2 separate regions of the Gossypium hirsutum genome follow, and region 2 is linked to region 1. A link is a contact called in public Hi-C data. All regions are on one chromosome and are shown on one strand. Each heading gives the region's core, a stretch centred on a gene start, on an enhancer-like site or on the middle of the called end of the contact. The rest is flanking DNA. Distances are from core to core; before and after follow the strand shown.

Region 1 (3,760 bases), core at 60-2,559:
CATACCCCAGTAGTCAACTAATACGTGAGAATGAAATATGGATGCAATCATGATGCCTTTGCTTTTTCGAGGAAATTTCTTGCATGAAACATTTATTTCAAATTATATTATGTGATAATAAAGATAATTTTAATGAGTAGTTGAAATAAACAAATATTTAAAAAAATTGATTTTGTATCATTATTTGAATGAGAATAGTTCTTCTAGTTTTTTCAAATTTAGCACATTTGATTTTAAACCCATATTCTTCCTTCACTAATCAGGCATGAAAAGAAAGAAACAAAAAAACATAATGACCCAAGTATAAATATCTTATGAACAACAGTTGAACAAAAGAAACCTGTGATTCCACATTCTCAGACAAGTTGCTGATTCTAATTTTTTTCTTTTTCCTTACATTACATGTCCTCCGCTTTGGTTTTGAGTTTGACTCAGGATTATGCTTTTCCCGACCTAGAGCTAAGCTATAATTAATAATAATAATTATAAAGAAAATATTTACCTGATTTGCATGGGAAGATAAAATAAGGTTGTTTCCTTAACATTCAACTTCTCTCACAAAATTTGTGAGGAAACACAAGTTTATACAAATGGTTGGACCCAGAAAATGTTATAATTCTTAGGTCTAGTTAGAGTCACTAATAACTAATTAATAAAACATTAAAAACCCCGGGTTCGAAGTAGTAAAAAGAAAAGAAAGAACCCCAAAAGGGATCAAGAATCACAATGAAGAAATGATGTTAGAAAAAAGAGAAACTAGCTATTCAATATATATGGTTGCTATGCTTCTCTTGGCCATCTTTCTCCAAAAATGCAAAGGCAGAACCCCTTCATTTCGCAACTCAATATATTCTTTTTTCCCATTTTCATTTAAGCATAGATGCAAGAGAGCGAAAAACAACTTCTTCACAAGGGATGGTAAGGCCCATATCATGGTTAAACCCAAACTCTTCCTCCGCTCGTCGAAGCAAACATTGGAACTCAGGGTGGGTCAAGAATGAGATAGGGACGATGTATCTGTTTCTGTTTTCACCAACGTAAACGGCAAAGTGACCTTTTGGTACGTCAAGTGGGAGCCCATCTTCGTCATATCCATGTTTCCTGCCTAAGCTTGAACATTTCTTCAGGATTTGCTTCAGAACTGCGGTTTGAGGCAGTTTGGATGGTTTTCTAATTGCCATTGCTGTTGTTGTGTGGAAGTGGTAGTAGAATAGAAGGTGTAGTGGGATGGGAGGATTGGGAGGGGGAGATGGCGGGTTATTTATTTATGGATAGTTGAGGCTAAGCCTCAAGGGTCATGTGGGACTGTGGGGGCAAACCCTAAAGGGACAAGCCACGGGTGTTATTAGGGTATGTATGTATGTGTGTGTTATATGTGTAAAGGACATGATGGGAGCCAAACCACCCCATTTGAATTTCTATTCTTTGTTGGTCCTCCTAATGACAAAATGGTCCCTCTTTCCCTATCTTCTGATTTAGCTACTTCTAATGTTGATATCGTAGAATTAAATAGCCACTGCAACTTGATGTTTTTGTTTTTCTTTTTTGTTAAAATTTGTACAAGGTGTTGGTAGTACAATGCGGGTAATTCCATATTAGTTTGAGAAAAAATTTTGTAAGAGAGTATTACTTATTATATTGAGTAATTAAGAGTAAACGGCCAATACATGTGCTATTGCTGCTTCGCTTTTGGTGCTTATTTTTTTAATAAAATTTCTGTTCTGTTTTTAGAATTTTTTTTTCCGGTCCAGAAAAATCTTCTATTATTTTTTGTTTTTTGGAGGATAATGTTCACTATACAAATATATCTATCAGTACTTCAATGACACATGGATTATTTTATTTATTTATACTCAATTTATTTATCCTTTCAATACTAACAATTTGGTTTTGTAATATATTTCCTAACACAATGTAGAATGCATTTTTAATGCATTTAGTCCTTTTACTATAGTTCTTTATAATTTACAAGGAGTTTGCCTTGGTTCATCTCTGTGTGTGTTTCTACCTGAAATCGGGGACCGATTGTAAGTGTACTGGAGAGTACTGTACAACAGTTTTGTTGGTTTTGGATATTTGTGATTGTTTTGGCTTGTGATTCTGTGTCCTGAGTCTGAAAGGCACAAAAAACACAACAAATTTTCACTGCATGCAGTATCCAAAGGCTTTTTGCAGAAACCCATGTGGTTTTTTAATTACTGTTACATTTGCAGGTTTTGATCATAGAATTGCTTTTTTTTTTCCTTACATGGTCAGCATTTCAATTCAGTTAGCCATTTTTAATCAAAAAAATTGAAATTAAGCCAAACATGCCAGGGCATAAAAGCCCCTTGAGTGTTGGGTGCAGTTTGGAAAAGAATGTCCCAAAGGGCCGATGGGTTTTCTTTTGAATGTGGTCCTGTCTGAAATCTCCACCACTTAAAAAATAAGGAAATATATTTTTTTATATAGTTTTAGAGACAATAATTGCTATTCTTCAAATGCCTCCATGTTCTGAGGCTCACAAAGTGTTCCAAAATGGCAATAGATGTAGTGTCTGATTTGGTTTTTTCTTTTTGTTTTCCTCAGGCTAAGACCCCCTAAACGTTTTCATGACAAAACAGATCCTTAAAACCCCAACAAGGCACTAGAACAAACGTAAGTACATTGGTTTGAAGGTCTTAATTGATACTAATATGCAACATATAGTTGCGTTTTTCAAACTTAACCCGAATCTTCCTTATAATCCTAAAATGTTGACCAACTGAAAAGAAGGGCAAAATCAAGTTGTTTTTATATTGACAGGTTGAGGGATCAATTCAAGATTTACTGAAAAAAAAAAAAACAGCAAATGGATTACCCCATGAGTCACAGTCCATGAAAGACACTTGCATGTTCTGTAAATGAGATTGGTTCGGAGAGAAATGGTTTGAGAATAAACAGGAGACGAGAAAGGCCCACCGATGATCACCGAAAGACGGTGTGGTTTGTTGAGCCAAGAAAGGTCTAAGAGGCAAATTATTTTCACTTTTATGGTTGAAAAGGACTTTGGCTTTTGTTTAGCACATGAAGGCCATGTTACTCTTGCCTCCTTCCAAGCTCTCTTGTAAAAGACAACATGGTAAGGTCCTGTGATATAATTCCCCAACTACTTCAAACTGTACAACACATACTTTTACCCTACCATCACTCAAAACTGTAAACTGCTCTCTTTGGAATCTTTTATCGGAGTCCCCTCAAAACTGATAGATATTGTCGTAGTCCAGTACTTAAAAGATAACTTCATTTTATGCCAATATTTTCTATACCATTGCACCTATATTCTGATATATATAGATCTGGAAATCCTGTTATTTTTTTATGTTATAATTTTGTTTAAATAAGATTCTATTTTGGTTCGCGTTTATGTTACATTTTCTTGTCATCTCTACATAGTCTTTGATAAGATGACATAAGCTAAGGCTTTAAAGTTGAGATAATCAATCAGAAAGGTGTTATAACTGTTAGAGGGAGAATTGAGGTAGGAGGTTTATGTAACGGTTCACACGGTAGTGCTCTCCGTAAAAGAGATTTTGTTGATTTTGGTTTGGTTGAGAGGTAGAAGGAGCTGATCGAGAGTAAGAGGATTCCTTCTCCAAATTGAGCAAGGTGTTTATAGGGATGATTTCCTTCTGTAAAGGTCTTAACATATGTATGGTGTAAATCCCATCAAGATCAGTTACTTTGAAAGCACAATAGCTTCTAAGTGAGCCACGATGAAATGGAAATGAGTTAACCACAC
Region 2 (3,755 bases), core at 1,040-3,539, 87 kb after region 1:
AAAGTATTCTAACCCCTTTTAGGATTGATAAAAAAAAAGAAACTTACTTCCTATGGTTTTAAAATCATATATAAGGTTTTTTTTAGGAAATTAGGAAATTTATCAAATTATTTGTTTAGATTCATTATGCATGCAAGATTTTAAAAAAAAAACCTAATTTTCTTTTAATTTTTATTTTTAATTTTTTGTGTCACGTGTCAATATTCTATTGGTAGTTAGTTCAAACCCTAACGGTGTTAGTCAATTACCAAAAATAAAAATAAAAAGTAATAACTTAGTTTATGATTTTTAAGTTTATGTACTAAATAGGTTCAAAAAGTAATTTAAGTGCCAAATAAATAAAAATTCCCACATTCAGGTACCTACATATATATTAACCCATTATTATAATAAAGACTAGGTTGAATATATTTCTCAAGCTAACATGACAAGGGCGAAGGGCAGCCGATGGCCTTGCCCTATCTCCCTAAAAGAAATTGGTAGATTTGACATTTAGTCCTTAAAATTTTGTAAAATTATATATTGATATCAAAAAATTATGATTTATCTTTAATTTTTTTAAAAGAAATTTGTGACTTCACCCTGAACATGATCCAATCTGGATAAATAAATAAATAAATAAAACTTGGATTGCATCAATCTTTTATGATTTGATCCTTTTAGATTTGGAATAGTACAAGTGAAGATAATAGATGGAACACAAAGTAATTCCAAAAACCAAAAAATGAAGTCTCAAACGATTGATTTGATTGAGGAATGCCTCAAAGTGCAATTGTGAGTGTAACTGAAATCATAATTGCTCTTCACACAAATATATCAAACATATACAACGTTTTGTAATGTTTAGACATCAGTGGTAATAATTCATCATACATTACTAGCATGCTATTTCAAAATATATCACCCAACACTGCACCCTACAATCTCATGCTTTATTGCGTTGCCTCCTCAATCAAACCCTCTTTTTTACTAAATTAAAACAATAGGGGCAACCAGCTATTCTATTTTGGGATATTTTCTATTTAAGTCCTTCACTTTTAAATTTTATTTTAATTCTAATCTTTATTTAGTCCTTGCTTTTAATATCTTTGAACTTATTTTGGTTTCTTAAATTTTAGGATTCAATTTGTTGTATAATAATTTTGGTTGTGTCAATTAAAGATGGGAGTTTTAGAAAAATTAACTATTAATTATTTTACAATTAATTTATATTAAAAGAGACATGTAAATACATAAAATTAAAATTATTATACAACAAATTGAATCTTCACCACATAACTCTTGCCAATTAACCACAATAACAGCTCGACGATTAACTCTTGCCAAATGAACAACCTAAGCTCAGCTTTCAGTAGTCCAGAAGAACCCAACTCAAGTTAATAAACTCAAATGCATGAGCTGTTTAAATTATATCACTAATTCCCTTTGAAGTCACCCTGGCTGCTCTCAATTCAACCAAGTTAATTTTATTCTTTGATAAAAATAAAATTTGAATTAGTTTACAAACAAAATATTAGTCCAAGTATCAAACAGAACAATACTAATAATACTATCCTATCTTTTTTTATAAATTAGAGAATCAACAAATACCAAGATGAAAAGTATCTTAGCATGATTTCAAATTGCTACTCATAACAATGAAATTTTATTAATAAAAAACTTAAAACATTAACAACTGGCGGCTAACATTCCCCAGCTCCTTCTAAGAAAAAAATTCTTTTTTTGGTTTATTTATAGGATGAAAACTTAAAATTAAGGATAAAAGGGAAAATGAGCTGTCGCCCTAAAAAAAGAAAACGCTAAATAAAAAGCAAATTTTAAAATATAGGAAATTATTTACTTTCTCTTTTTAAGATAAATTTAATTATAATTGATCCTTTAGAGAGATATTTTCAAATAAAAAAAATCTTAAACACTAAAAGTCTTGTACTTACACAATAAATGTGTAAATTCAGGTTTTACCTTGTATTTTAACACTTCAAACATATATAAAAATATATCATCAAAGTATAAAAAAATAGACCAAAATGAATCAATAATACATAATATAATTGGTAACCAAGTTTTGAAGTTTTGTTTAAAAATGGTTTAGAATATTATGGAGTAGGCAGTAGCTATTATGAAAGTCCTTGAAAAGAATGAGTGGGGTTTGTGAGAGTGGGCATGGTGGGTCCACTTAGCATGCTAGTCAAGTAAAAAGTGCAACATTATCCCTTCAAAACTTAGCTGGTTATTGGCCTCAATGCATAGTCCAAGTTCATCTTTCAACTCGCATTTACATTACCAACCAAATTACTTCAATCTTTCAGCGATAAGACAGAGTCAGTTCCATCATAAATCATAAACCAACACCCATCACCACCAATTTGGCTTAATCAGTGTCGCCAGGGCCACCTCCCATTCCCATCCATGCTTTCAGCGGCCTCTAGACCCCAATAATTCATTCATAATTTTTTAAAATATTGTTTTATCATCTATAAACATCCTAACTCTTTTAGAATTTTGTAATTTCTTCTTCTAATAATATTATCTTTTAAGTTTAAATTTAATTCTCGTTCTAAAAATAAAATATATCTTACGAAGACATCCAATATATATTTCTATTCCGAATTATGATTTACTTCAATATTATAAAAATTCTATCCGTACCCAAAGTGAATTGATTTGAGATATAATTATGGTCTTAGCTAAAAGTTGAGATATAAATTTTTTTATTGTAGTATTAGTAGATTAAAATTGATAATAAGGTAAATTGTTATTGTTAAAGTGATAAGTGATTTTTTTTTATTGTTATTCGATTACATAATTAAAGTAGCATGAAAATTTATTAATTATATTTAAAAAATAATAAATTTATGTCTCAACTAAATACCTGAAATTTTAAAAGAATCATCACACCATCACTTTAACAACATCAACTAATGGTAATATCAATCTAGTTCTACTTATAATATTATAAATCGGAGAACATAATATAGATATTAAAATCAGAATTAGACGATAGGCACTGATACAGTGCTTTTCTAAATTGCTATTAGATAATGATAAATCTTTGAAAAAGAAAAAGTCTGTTCAAAGAGACATGTAACATCTTTCTTTGTACTGGGACTTGTTATTATGAAATCAAAACAAAAACATAAAAATCAAGGTTGTATGCCAAAACCTCAATTGATTGAAGGAGATGGATAATTTAGGTTGAGGGCCCTCTAAATTTAGACATTTTCCTTTTACTTGACTTGTGGAACAATAAAAAAATCTATCGAATGTGTTATCTTAATGGTAATTTGTTTTTTGGGAAGTAAACATGAAGTTGAGCATTTGGTTAAGCCATCAGTGAATTATTTATTAATTTTTTTAAAAAAAATCTAATAAGGAGGAAAAATGAGTTTCATTATTGTATTAATTTATAATTTTACAATTATAAATTAAAATTTTATCAAAAAAAATTTCATGCTATAATTTTGTCGGTTTTCAATAAGACGAAAATAGAATCTTATCAATTCGTGAGCCTCCTTAACCCAAACGAAATGTTAGCCCTAAAATACAAACCACTGTTTAATTCATTCAAATCAATTTTATTAAGCAAGAACATGCATTTATATGATTTGATTAATTCTGTGGTTGTCTTCTAAGATTGTCGAATTTCCTAAATGACTTTGCTTTCAGCTTTAAATAATAAAGACCCATGATTTGTTTTCAAGCTTTTGTTTTACTAGGAAATTAATTATTATCATTTATTCAATTCAAAGGTTGCA

Evidence for each region. A called contact is a pair of places that touch in the nucleus more often than the background predicts.
Region 2: a Hi-C map of leaf shows a contact between it and region 1, with 2.9 times the contacts expected there. The contact joins the enhancer-like site here to the promoter of LOC107893908 in region 1. A contact is called at or near these places in 2 of 34 Hi-C or Micro-C datasets (both in leaf).

The regions. Positions count from the first base shown.
Region 1 is chrA13:43,324,994-43,328,753 of Gossypium_hirsutum_v2.1, forward strand. It overlaps LOC107893908 (auxin-responsive protein SAUR50), which reads right to left and starts at 1,310. Exons shown (of 1, transcript XM_016819054.2): 1 at 521-1,310. The coding sequence starts at 1,181. The coding sequence ends at 867.
Region 2 is chrA13:43,411,157-43,414,911 of Gossypium_hirsutum_v2.1, forward strand. No RefSeq gene overlaps it. Among protein-coding and RNA genes, the nearest start is that of LOC107903711, 4.4 kb to the left of the region's middle. Within about 2 kb of position 2,290, at least 4 of the 9 cell types and tissues checked have an H3K27ac peak or open chromatin away from gene starts, as enhancers often do. A contact at or near this core is called in leaf, where this site is marked.